Regions from separate parts of the Hordeum vulgare genome. Here region 2 is linked to region 1. A link is a contact called in public Hi-C data. All regions are on one chromosome and are shown on one strand. The core of a region is the stretch at or near the end of the contact, and the rest is flanking DNA. Distances in the headings are between cores, read along the strand shown.

The links. Hi-C and Micro-C count contacts between places; a contact is called where the count stands out from the background.
Region 2: a contact with region 1 is called in a Hi-C map of seedling, with 5 times the contacts expected there. The contact joins the promoter of LOC123425249 here to the promoter of LOC123425247 in region 1. A contact is called at or near these places in 3 of 6 Hi-C or Micro-C datasets (leaf and seedling) and 1 of 1 datasets of contacts at active chromatin or transcription factors (embryo).

What each region holds. Positions count from the first base shown.
Region 1 is chr2H:91,251,319-91,258,130 of MorexV3_pseudomolecules_assembly, reverse strand. It overlaps LOC123425247 (multifunctional methyltransferase subunit TRM112 homolog A-like), which reads right to left and starts at 2,828. Exons shown (of 1, transcript XM_045108922.1): 1 at 2,008-2,828. The coding sequence starts at 2,650. The coding sequence ends at 2,249.
Region 2 is chr2H:91,557,149-91,563,960 of MorexV3_pseudomolecules_assembly, reverse strand. It overlaps LOC123425249 (2-hydroxy-6-oxo-6-phenylhexa-2,4-dienoate hydrolase-like), which reads right to left and starts at 2,661. Exons shown (of 6, transcript XM_045108925.1): 1 at 2,081-2,661; 2 at 1,680-1,997. The coding sequence starts at 2,428.

The DNA of each region.
Region 1 (6,812 bases), core at 1,579-4,078:
GGCCTACCAAGAAAATGTTGCTCCTACTTCTGATCTTGGAACTGGCCCGTTCCATCAGTCCTCACTCCTCAATCAATGTTTCACCATTCATTTTCCTAGAACGGGCGTGCACCCACAGTGGGTTGCATTTAACAGGGGCAGCTGAAGGTTCTTCAATGGCCGGGCCCGGCCGCCGTACCAGTACCATAAGACATGATCTTCCAAAGATTTCTACAGCAAGTCTTGCAAATGTGTACTGGATGAAGCTATAATGAACGCACTGGACGTACAGCGAGATGTGGTGTACAAGTGATCAAACGTCTTAGTCAAATATGGAACTGCCACCCAAAACCAGAACTTCTCTCTATGCTCCTAAAACGAGCCTCTCAGGACGTCCCACCACATTGTGATGTGCCTGCAGACTACTAACGCTAGAAATTTGCATTTTGGTCACCAACCCAACCACCAGGAGTTGTGGGTTTCATTATTTCGTAGGCCAAGCTAGCTGCCTAGCTTGATCTGCTGCAATTTGTGTGGACCAGTGCAGAATTCAGAGGTGCTACTACAACAACAAAAATCCTGGTTGGATCTCACATGACCAAAAGAACCCAGAGCTCCATTTGACAAAAGTTCTCAACTGTTAAATACATATGGAGATTTCCTCAAACAGTACTGGGTGTCTAGCTGCACATATCCACATATATAGTTGTGAAACAGTACATCATGTTAGCTTTTGTAAAATTTAGTTGATACTTTCGCTGGAGATTTAGTTGCTGGGGTAGTATTATGTACCAAAAATCTAAAAACCTACAATACAAAACTTGCACACCTTTTTGTACTGAACTTTATATCAAAGCCATTGGCATAACCTATTCACCTAAAACGCAAGCAATAAAATGGACGAATATCTGCTCCAGAAAAATGGAAACAACTCGGTTTATAGGGGACTGTATAAAGGAGCAAAACATTAACCGGCCAATTGCTATCAGGATCACCATAAGCTCTCAATTACTTTGTTGTTACGATTTAACCACATTTCTAAAAGGTAAAGCATCTTACAAAAACATTGAACATCAAGTGGAAGTTGGCGGCTGGACCCAAATGGGAAAATGATATGAGCAAGCAAGCAACTGATGCCTATGCTGCCATAACAAATAGGACAACTGACAACGACACTTGGGGATAGACGGATAGTAGAAAACAGTTGTGGGACTTGATGTTCCTGTCTACTCCCTCTGTTCCCAAATACTTGTTGGGGAAAACTAGATTAGTTCTCCCCAACAACAAATATTATGGTACAGAGGGAGTACATGATTAAGACTAGCATGCAGTTTCGAGACTCGCCCATTAGATTGGACACAGAGTTAACATATACAGGTTTTTCTTATTTTGTACACAGTGTGTTAGCATATAGATGTGTGCAACACAGGTTTTTCTTATTTTGAATCAACACAGGTACACCAATGATGTATGGTATAAGAAGAATATATATGGTGTACACCAATGAGATCCAGTAAGAGGAAGATTCGGATTTTCAAACAAGTGTACGAAATTGTTTGATGGGTATGGCTGAAAACTCTGCACCTGAACACACCCTACATACACATAACAAAAAATACAGCCAGATTCATACAGCCCTCAATTGGTAGTTTTGGCACAAATCATAATCAAAATTTCATCTAGTATACAAGATGAATGGTTGATTCATTACCAGTCCCAATCACAGTACTAACACCATGCATACTACAAGATGATTGAATATTCTAACACCTCAGTGAGAATAAAAATGCACGCTAAGCAAATTCCAGAGTTTCGATCCTAAAGTACAATAGTTTTGACCCCAAATTACTCAATCAAAAAATAATTTCCTATTTTCCTCAACAAAACTCCAAATTATACTGTACTTAACAACAAATAAACTGTAATTTCATATGTTGATTGCCCCCTAAAGCAATCCCTCACACTACCGTGTACTAAATCATTCATGATTACCCAAGGACAATTTGCCAACAAGAATGGCAGCTGCAGTTGAGTAAAGTCGAGGTTCAGAAGCCCCAATATATGAAACAAAAGCGCGATTTGGAGCAAAACGTCACAGGTAGGAGTAGTTTTTATCAAGGCACGACTTCAAAAATACACAATTCATACTAAGATAGTTCATACGCACAATCTTAGGAGTCCAAGCCCTGGAAGTGCATACATAACCAACCGTATGTGGCACGAGCAAACAAACAAGCAAGCAAGGCAGCCGGCTGGTGATACTCGCGAGTCAGTGCCGCACCTCGTCCTCGTGGAGAAGCATATTGGGGACGCCCTTCAGGATGGGGAAGGAGCGGCCGCTATCGGGGCAAACGAGGGTGCCCTCTTCGACGTGGATCTCGAGGAGCGCGTGGTGGAGGCGGCGGATCGCGCTGCCTTCGACGTCCGCGGCGCCCTCGGCGAAGAGCTCTGCCTCGGGCGGCTGCTCCGCCGCGAGCAGCTCCGGGAACCCAGCGGCGCTGGTCGCGGCGAAGAGCGCCCGCCAGTCGATCTTGGGAAGGATCCCGCGGAGGAAGTCGACGTTGAGCTCCACCTCCTTGATGGACGTCTTGGCGACCTCCAGCGCGAGCGGGTAGCCCGTGCTCACGCCCTTCACGTTCGACGCCAGGAAGTTGTGCGTGAGGAGCCTCATCTCCCCCCACCTCGAGTTCGCTCGAGCTCTCGCGGTGGTTTGGTTGTCGCCGCCGACCGCCGCCGCTGCTGCGCAATAAAACCTGAAAACCCTAGCGGCGGAGTGGTGGATTGGAAGGAGAAGGGAAAGTGGAGTAGCGGGACTGGGTTTCGGCCCTTCTGGGCTGGTTGCTTCGACTTCGATATTAGACCCAGGCACGTGGTCAAGTACATTGTTTTTTTTGTTTTGTTTTTTTAGGGGACGTCAACTACATGGACCGTGCTGGGCTGAGACGTGTGCTGTGCTCCCTCGCCCAGGCACGGCAGAACAAGGAAACTGGCCGGCCCATCGGCAGGTCTAGCCCACCAACCAGCCTGATTGTATGCTGTTTTAACAGAATATCCAATTTCACACTTGTTGCATCAAAGTGTCCGGCAAATGCACAGGGAGAGCAGGCGAGCAATTTAAACGGGCTGGCCCATTCACACGTTTCATTGATTTCGGTTTTGGAAAATCTTCTAGAGGTTCCAGCAAGTTTTTCATGTTTTGGAAAACTTCAAGAAGATTTCTCAAACTGTTTTTTTTTTATTTTTTCCTGTAATTTTTTGTTTTCTGTTTCTGTTTCAAAAAAGTTTCTTGATTTTCAAAAAATGTTTAGGGTTTTCATTTTTTTTCTTCAATACATTTTTTTTTGTTTTTAAAGAAACGTTCTAATTTTAAATAGTTGTCATTTTTCAAAAACATTCATAACTTCAAAAAATATTCGAAATTTTTAAAAAATGTTCGATTTTTAAGAAAATGATGGGTATTTTAAAAAAACTTTTTTATTTTCAAAAACTATTCGAAATAACAAAATTTTGTTCAATTTTTAAACTAAGTTTGTGTTCGAAAATTGTTCTTAAATTTCAAAAAATGTTCCGACTTTTTAACAAATGTTGATTACCAAAATTTGTTCATAAATTCAAAAAATGTTTGTGTTTTCAAAAAATATTTTGGATATTCAAACATTGTTCTTCAAATTGGAAAAATGTCTTTGTCTTTTTCGAAAAATGTTCTAAATTTCAATTACTTGCCGTTTTTAAAAAACATTCATAACTTCAAAAAATATTCATGATTTTAAAAAAATGTTCTCGGTTTTAAAAATTGTTCTTCAAATTTTACAAATATTTTTGCCTTTTAAAAAAATGTTCTAAATTTCAAATAGTTGTCGTTTTTCAAATACAATCATAACTTCAAAAAATGTTTGAGATTTTCCAAAAATGTTTGGTATTTTAAGCAAATTTTCGGTACTTTCAAGAATATTCTGTAATTCCAAGAAAAATTCGAAATATCAAAATTTTGTACAGCTTTTAAACTAAGTTCATGTTCAAAAGTTGTTCTTAAATTTCGAAAAATCTTCTTGCTGTTAAAAAATGTTCCAAATTACAAAAAAAATGTCGTTTTCCAAACTGTTCATAAATTTAAAAACAATTCTGGATTTTCAAAAAATGCTCTTCAAATTCAAAAATGTGTTTGCTTCAAATTCAAAAAGAAAAGGAAGAAAGAAAGAAAATACGGACCAAAAAAGAAAAAGAGAAAGGAAATAAGCAGAAAAGGGAAAAAGGAATAGCAAAAAAGGAAGTTATCAGATTTTCGTAAGATAAAAAAAAAACTAGGCTGGCCTAGTGGGGCGACCCCGTGTGCGTCCGCTCGACAATCGGCCACAACGAGTGGCACATAGGAGGTCCATGTTTTAACGCTAATATAAAAAGGTAAATGGGCCATGCCGTTCACATGGCCCAATTAAATTTGTGTCGGGCCAAGCCCATCATGGTTTGGCACGCGGGCTACCGTCTCGTCGTGCTTGGCCTGACCCAAATGGCCACCTTTGCCCGACAATTGGACCGTGTGTCGCGTGTTAGCACACATGCTCAGCCCATCATGGGTGTGGCTCGGCACGTGGCTAACCGGGTCGTGCTCGGCATGCAGAATGCCGGGGGTTGTGCCTCGGCCGCAAAGTGAGGTTCGCATGGCTGCACACAATGTTTTTTAAAATTTATTTTTTATATATAGGCCCAAAAGTCTCAAAACAACCTAAATTGACCCCAAAACACGTAACCCATAACAGAGTCACGGGGTCGACACACTTAACTAATGTGTCGTGTCTGGCGTGGAAGTGTAGCATGCATGCTGACATAATATGTCCGCTTATAAACGGGTTGTCATGGCCATGTCATGCCAGGCTTGTTTAGTGAGGGGTGGTCGGGACGGTCCATTTGGCCAGGTTTGCGTGGTTTGTCAATCTTTCTTTCTTTTTTAGGAAAATACACCAAAGGGCATCAAGTGCATTTTTCTGTGAGAAGCATAAACTCTAGATTTAATTAGTGACTTATAGATGTTTTAAGGGGAGTAGCTTAGGGTATCTTTAGTTAGGCTTAATTTACTTTTGTGGAAACTTTTCCAGCTATTCATCAACTGTCAAGGCAGTACAAAGAGCGTTAGAGGTAAATAGAGATTACATCTAGATCTATAGACCACGTAGAGATGAGTGCGAATACTGAAGTGAGCAGAAGGTGTACCATCATCATCACCCCTTCCTCATGAGAGTTGGGCAACCTTATTGTAGTATACATTCAAAAATTCATTGCGCGAAGGCCTCAGAAGACCTGTGCAACAGAACATCAACCATGGTTGATGAAGAAAAGTGTACATCAGAAGGATCCAATTTGCATACACATGCACACACACGGGCGAAGACCGTATCAAAGCGGATCCATCGAAGACAAACACTCGACCGCAAGGTTCATTGTAGACACACCTCCACACACCCTCATACGATGCTACACGCATCGTCGAGACATGAGTTAGCTAGGAATAATCTTATTCCATTTTTAAGGAGTTGTCGTCACCTCGTTTTCATGAGGAGGACACAAAGCATAACCAAACTAGAAAAATAAACTAAAAACGGAGCCTCCCCGCTGGCAAAGGCCGAGATCCACCACACCTTCATGGCTCTAAGGGCACATGAGACGAAGTAGATCGATGCTAATGCCGACGGGAGGCAAGTAAAACCTAGTGCATGTTCGCGTGAGTCACTAAAGGGTATGAGGTACAGACTGTTGCATTTTGGTTTACAGATAAAATATATTTATTTATGAGCTTTTGACTTCGGCTTTCAAATTATAAATAAAATACAGTTATTTATGAGCTTTTGACTTTGGCTTTCAGCTTATGACAATCCAAAAGCTCATAAATAGGCGTTTTTTGGCTTATGAGCCAAAGTGCAAGTCTATCGTTTTGGGGTCTCTCTTTTTTCTTTTCATTTTTGTCAGGATTTTGCGGTCGTTTTCGTGCGCATTTTCTATTTGACGCCACAGACGCTATTTAACGTGCATTTTTTGTTAATTGGCGCATGTGACGTTCGTCCCATTTGTTCACCGGTTGATGATTTTTTTTAATTCTATGAACTTTTATAAATATCGATAATTTTTTTTAAAATTTTAGCGAATATTTTTTAAGATTTATTAACTTTTCTTTGAAAATCGATGAACCTGTTCTAAAATATTCAAATTTCTATGAACTCTTTTATCAATGAACTTTTTTGAAATTTGATGAACATCTTTTTGAAACTGGATGAATTTTTATCAAAGTTGATAAAATTTTCTAAGATTTATGAAATTTTATTGAGTTCAATGAACTTTTTTAAAATACATGACCTTTTTTTTAATTTCTATTAAGTTTTTTTCAAATTTAATGAACTTTTTCCAAACTGATGATCCTTTTTCAAAGATATGAAGCCTTTTTCAAATGGATGAACCTTTTTCTTTAAATCTGTAAACCTTTTTTGATTTTGTATTTTTATTTTCGTAATAATTAAAAAATCTGGACACTTGTTTCTATTGGATTAACAGAAAAAAAAACAGATAAGAAAAACTAGACAGCATGCTAGTGGGCCAACCCATGCCAACGATGCTGCAGACGTCAGATCGTTAACGGATGCCTGCAGCTTTGGATAGGAGCTCCCCTTTCTGTGCATCCTGTTAGCGCTGCAGCGCCTAGCGCTCGATGCACCCGGACAGAGGAAGTGTACGAATCTAAATTGCCGTATCATGTCCCGATATGTTTGTTGTTCAACTTGGACAGTAATAACAAAGGTGGAGAAGTAAAATAGTGTTTAAAGAGAGGGGGAAAATATCGATGTTCG
Region 2 (6,812 bases), core at 1,412-3,911, 310 kb before region 1:
TCCATCCCTTTTATGTTACTTTCTTTAAGGAAATGCCACCCCTATCTAAGAAACAACTGATTGCATCTGAACTGCAACTCCAACCGATCTCCAACATGCAAGTTAGTTAATTCACTATCCTTGGCTTTTATGTGCTGTAACAAACAATTTATTTATAGGAGATAATAAAACAGCCAAAGGGGCATACTATGCTAATTAACTCATTGTGCCAACCATACACAAATGTGAACTCAAGGTATACATGAGTGAGCAAAGAAATGATGGGCCTACAGAACTATTAAATCATGTATGTTATCACTAATTTACTATGGACCCTCCACTTGCAAGTGTCGGGTGACCAATGCCTCTGACTCAACAAAAGCAGATCACATATGTAAAGCATATGCACCAGGACAAACAAAAACAGTGATGTGCTACTAAGCTGCTGACACGTGTGAATATTCCGAGGCTTTGCCGGCTCCGGCAAATCTCTGGCGCTCATTACATCAGCCACGTAATGGATTCAGTGAGTTGCTTTCAACCACAACAAACAGACAATAGTGCAATAAATACCCCCTCCACTCCATATGCCACCTCAGTACACATCTCTCTCGAAGCAATCTGACAAATTATGTGCAAAAACTGGAAGGCAAACAGATGTTACCACTTTACTTAGGTTATAATAGCAAAAGGGCCCATGCGTTGCAACGGGGAAAAGAAATACCACACAACACACGCTTTTAATTTATAAAAAATGTCTATAATTTGAGAATTTATAGTTACGATACAAATAAAGATGGTCTTATCCTACAAAAGTGCAGTTCAAAATTTCACAGGTCTTTTATTTTAACACGGCTTGCATGTAGATTTAATACGTACAGAGAATCAGTCAAGTGACCTTCAGTTTCATCTCTAATCCTAATTTTGTTGACGTGTTCATCCCCAACCCGGATGAGTACCGGTATGAAAGAAAGACGAATAATGACTTATTTATTAAGATTGCACCCTAGATAGTATTTTTATTAAACGTTTAACAGATAAAATGATATCATATTTAAATTCTACATATTTTTCTAATCAAATTCCATGTATAATATGTTAAATTTGGAGTTACGGTTGAAAAGATATGAGTATTTAAAAAAATATTTAATATATACTATGAGTTTAATGTCATAAACAGTAAGGGCTTTTTTGTAAAATCACCTCAGTGGGTTTTCCGACGGAAGCCATAGCCTCTTTATTATTAGGTAAAGATTTGTGGCAGTGTTTGATTTGCAAATCAAATTGGCTCGAGAGCGAAGATGGATGTGCAGTACAATCAGTAATCAGCCAATTAAACTAACATGGATAGTATGTGCCTATCAGGATCCTGTATTTCAAGTGTAGACCATTTTGACAGAGGCTTCAAGTGATTAAACTGGGCCAGACGATCAGGTTGCAGATATTTAAATGAGCAAGTCGGTTGCCTGCACCACCGCGTGCAAAGTAGTAAAATCTTGTATGTGAAAAATGAAACAAAACTCGACACAGCTGCTGCCCAATGCTGACTTAGAAAACATAATTCTCTAGTCCCTCCTATGATTTTATAATGTTATTATCTGACATCCTGTAGTCGCGTCGTTCAATTAAATATAGTGAATTTCAAACCAGTTGTACTAGTAAAATTTAATAGCGAAAATCAGAACGAAGCGGCAATTGACCTTAATGTAGTCCCAAAGGAAGCACGACGGCATGATGATTGGCGGTTTCACGAATGTGAGCCTGACCAGGCGCCGCACCTCCTCCGGCCGCCGTGGCACCAGCAGCGCTGCCGCCTCATCGACCCCGGCCACAGGGAACAGACCCTCAGCGAGGTCCTTCTCCTCCAGGCAGACGCCGGCGCACACCATAGTCACCCTCTCCACGGCGTCCGGGTACATCGCCGCCATCCTGTACCCCACGAACCCTCCATAGCTGACCCCAACCAGCCCAAACTTGGTCACCCCGATGGCATCCAGCGCCGTTTTGATCGACCACGCCTGACACAAGCAGAGAGGTGTCAAGGATGAGGATGCAGGGGGTGAAGGCTGACAGATCGGGCCCAGGCCTCGGCGAGACGGACCTGGAACGTGTCGGAGCGATCGGGGAGGCGGGTGCTGGAGTTGCCGAAGAAGACGAGGTCGGGGACGATGGGGTCGAAGCCGGCGGCGATGAGGGGGCGGAGGTAGGGGTACCACTGCCACGTGGCGGACGCGCCGAAGCCGTGGAGGAGGAGCAGGGGGTTGCGTGGCGGCCTGGCGGGGACCCACATGTGGACGGTGGTGACGGGGTCCGCCGAGTCGGGGAGCTGGATGGAGACCGGGCGGAGGCCGGCGGCGAGGAAGCGGCGGCTGAAGCAGCGGTCCCGCATCGCCGCGAAGCTGAAGAAGCACCGGGCCTTGCCGGCGACGGACGGCGGTGGGGGAGGCATTGCTGGCGACCGCCGGAGATCACCGGCGCGGGGGTCTCCGGCGATCGCCGACAAAGGGTGGAGGATCCGGGCGGAGAGAGGCTGGCGCGGCGGGGAGGAGGAGCGGCGGTGGGGGACGAGAAGACGAGAGCGAGCGGGGTTAAATTTGGGTTTTTGCTAAGTTTGGGGTTTTGGTTTGCTTGGTGGTGGTGGGACGCCCCAAACGAGGATCGGAGAAGCATGAAAGGCGATTCTTTGCTTGCTTTTCTTATAGCGGGGAGGGATTAAAAAGGTGAAGCGGATGCTAAATTTCGGAGCGTCACGGGAGGCTGAGCTGAAACATGTCGGCGCTCGTACTGGTGTCTGGTGCCTGCCCGATGCCACGAGACTAGTATAGCATTTTGCCCTGCCCGGCGCGATGCGTTGCGTATGATTCCTCTGCCGAGCAGCATCGAGTCCTGGGATGCATATGCCTTTCTCCTCTGTATTTTCTCCCACCCTAACGTGTGGGCTTAATCAAAGAGAGAATTCCATATTTAACACTAGCTTGGCTCACATCCAAATATGCATATATCACGTACAACATATCCAGATTCACATATATGGGTTCAACATCTAAGTCCACATCATATGAGCAACACAAAAGGATTGTCATCATAACCATGGACTACACAAAAGTGACCAAAACGACATGAACACATGACATGAGCAGCAACGTAAGTGACTTTAACCGAAAGAAATGAAATTTTGTTCACAAGCTAAGCCTTTTCTTTGCTTCTTGTCTCATTGCGGGGCTGGCTGGGTTAATCTTTTTTGCTTCTAGTGCCCATTGCAAGGCTGTCAAATGGTACCATAGGACAACTTCGATCCTTTTTAGCAAGCTTCATCTTCTTCTCCTTCCCTGATCTACACTTGTACATGTATGGGAGCGGTAATTTGAGAGCAAATAACGACATGAACTATGCATTATATGTGATATTAAAATTCAGAATTAGCAAAGGTCACCTTTTACACCCTTTTCCATTTTTCTTATTTGTAGTATCCAAAGTTTGGCTATGTTTTCTCTTCATCTTGGTTGCAGTTTCTAAGCTTTGGCTATGAATTAGATGAATACACACAAATCAAACTCAATTTTCATTTGGCTAGCGAGCCGGCCCCAAGCCGCACCAAGGGGGCCGGGAAAGCCAAGTTCGCCGAGCCGGCACCCTCCACGCCAGTGGATCTCGATGTGATCCCCGACGCGCCTGAAGCTGATGTAGAAGGCGCACCCGAGATGACAATGGAGGCGCCGGAGACGACGATGGAGGCGCCGGAGACGGCAAATCCACCTCCGGTTGCGGAGACGGTGCCGTCCGGAACATCGAGGGAGCCAGCCGCGGGCCCACCACCCGCAGACGGCACCATTGTCGTGGCCAATCGCGGCCCGACCGCGCTAGGAGCCGGCCCATGAAGACCTGGTGTGTGGCCAACGCCGAACGCGTAACTCTGCCCCTAGGCGCCGAACTCAGCAACATCCCAACTCTGGTGGCGGAATTCTCTCGGAGCCGCGAGAAGGTGTCACATGCGGCCCTGATGGCCAAATGCGACCTGGATTGCCTCGAGGACCGAACAGCCGTAAGTCCTCAAGCCTTTTCTTTTCATTTGCTTTGATTTGTTTTTTCTTCCTTGTTCTTGCGCCAGTGGGGGCGCGCCAGCGCACCCAGTGGGTGTAGCCCCCGAGAATCGGGCCGACCGAGAATTGGCCGGGCCGAATCTCATTGTGTTCTACTTGTAGTTGCTTTTTTAGTTGGGGCGCGCTAGCGCACCCACTAGGTGTAGCCCCCGAGAATCGGATCGACTGTGAGTTAGCCGGGCCGAATCTTATTCTTTTCTTTGCTTGCATTGTTCGTAGGAACTCCACGATGTTGGGGAATGTTGCATGGGAAACAAAAATTTTCCTACGCACACGAAGATCTCTCATGGTGATGATCATCTACGAGAGGGAGATTGGATCTACATACCCTTGTAGATCGCTAAGCAGGAAGCGTTAAGAAATGCGGTTGATGTAGTGGAACGTCTTCGCGGTCCAAATCGCTGCCATCCCACGATCCGTCCCGATCTAGTATAGAACGGACGGCACCTCCGCGTTCATCACACGTACAACTCGATGACGATCTCCGCCTTCTTGATCCAGCAAGAGAGACGAGGAAGAAGATGAGTTCTCCGGCAGCGTGACGACGCGCCGGTGGTGGTGATGATCTTATTCCTGCAGGGATCTGCCTAAGCACCGCAGAAATCTGATCTAGAGGAAGAACTATGAAGTAGAGGTTTAGGGTTGCACGTGGCAAAGTTGTGTCTCAAAAAAACCTAAAACCTCTAGTATATATAGGAGGAACCAAGGGGTGGGGCTTGCCTCCTACTCCAAGTAGGAGGGCTTAGGCCGAGGGAGGAGAGGAGGGATCCTCCTCCAATTCGGTTTGGACGGAGGAGTCCCTTTCTTCCTTCCCACGTCCTCTTTTTTTCCCTTTGCCTTGTTTTTTTCTCCTTGGCCGAAATAGCCCTATTGGGCTGGCTTCACCAGCCCACTAAGGGCTGGTGTGCCACCCATGGGCCTATCAGGTTCTCTCCCGGGTGGGTGGCCCCTCCCAGTAAAACCCCGGAACCCATTCGTCACTCCCGGTACACTGCCGTCAATGCCCAAAATCTTTCCGAAAGCCAAATGTAACAATCCTATATATCAATCTTCGTTTCTGGACCATTCCAGAAACCCTCGTGATGTCCGGGATCTCATCCAGGACTCCGAACAAAGCTTCGGTCACCAGCACCTTTAACTCAACTATACCGAAACGTCACCGAACCTTAAGTGTGCAGACCCTGCGGGTTCGAGAACTATGCAGACATGACCTGAGACACTCCCCGATCAATATAGAATAGCGGGACCTGGATGTCCATATTGGATCCTACATATTCTATGAAGATCTTATCGGTTGAACCTCTATGTCAACGATTCAAACAATCCCGTATATCATTCCCTTTGTCCTTCGGTATGTTACTTGCCCGAGATTTGATCGTCGGTATCCCCATACCTATTTCAATCTCGTTACTGGCAAGTCTCTTTACTCATTCCGTAATACAAGATCCCGTGACTAGCTCTTTAGTCACATTGCTTGCAAGGCTTGTATGTGATGTTGTATTACCGAGTGGGCCCCGAGATACCTCTCTGTCACACGGAGTGAAAAATCCCAGTCTTGATCCATGCTAACTCAACGGACACCTTCGGAGATACCTGTAAAGCATCTTTATAGTCATCCAGTAACGTTGCGACGTTTGATACACACAAGGCATTCCTCCGATGTCAGTGAGTTACATGATCTCATGGTCATAGGAATGAATACTTGACATGTAGAAAACAATAACAACAAAATGACATGATCACATGCTATGTTTATAGTTTGGGTCTTGTCCATCACATCATTCTCCCAATGACGTGATCTCGTCATCAAGTGACAACACTTGCCTATGGTCAGGAAACCTTAACCATCCTTGATCAACTGGCTAGTTGTTGACGTGCAACTATTCCTGACTTGATGCCTCCCCGGCAACGGCGCCAGAAAAGAGTTGCTTCGAGTTGCTCAACAATTAGCAATTGTCTTGTAATGGCCCACCATCGTGTGGGATTGCGGCAGTTTTCGAGGGTAGAGTATTCAACCCAAATTTGTTGGTTCGACACGATGGGAGTGAAAGAATATTCTCCAGTATTAGCAGTTGAGGTGTCAGCTCAACCACACCTGAAAGATTAGTATCTGCAAGCAGGATATAAGCAGCAAAGGTAGTATGATAGCAACGGTGCCAGAAACAATCTGTTGACAAGGCATACTATTCCTAACTGAAGTATCAATGGTGCCAGAAAAGTATTGTAGCAGGTAGCAGCAGTGTAACGAGTAACAACATTGGCAAGGAGCAGCAGTAGTGACAGCAGTAGCAAGTAGCAATAGCAAGTAACAGTAGTGGCAGCAGCAGCAGGACAAAGTAAGTAAAAGTAGCAGCAAGTAACAGTAGCAGCAAAAGTAGTAACAACACCAGAGCAAAGTAAGTAACAACAGCAGTGGGACAAACTCGTAGGCAATGGATCGGTTATTCATTGGATGACATTCATCATGCAACAGTTATAACATGGAGAGATATGTGGCTAGCTCCCGTTCGTCGATGTGATGTAGGCATGCATTCCGTGTGTAGTCATACGTGCTTAGGGAAAAGAACTTGCATGGCATCTATTGTCCATCCCTCCCGTGGCAGCGGGGTCCAAATGGATACTACGGGATATTAAGGTTCTCCTTTTAATAAGGAACCGTACCAACGCATTAGCACTTGGTGAACATAGGAACTCCTCAAACTATGGTCATCACCGGGAGTGGTTCCGGTTATT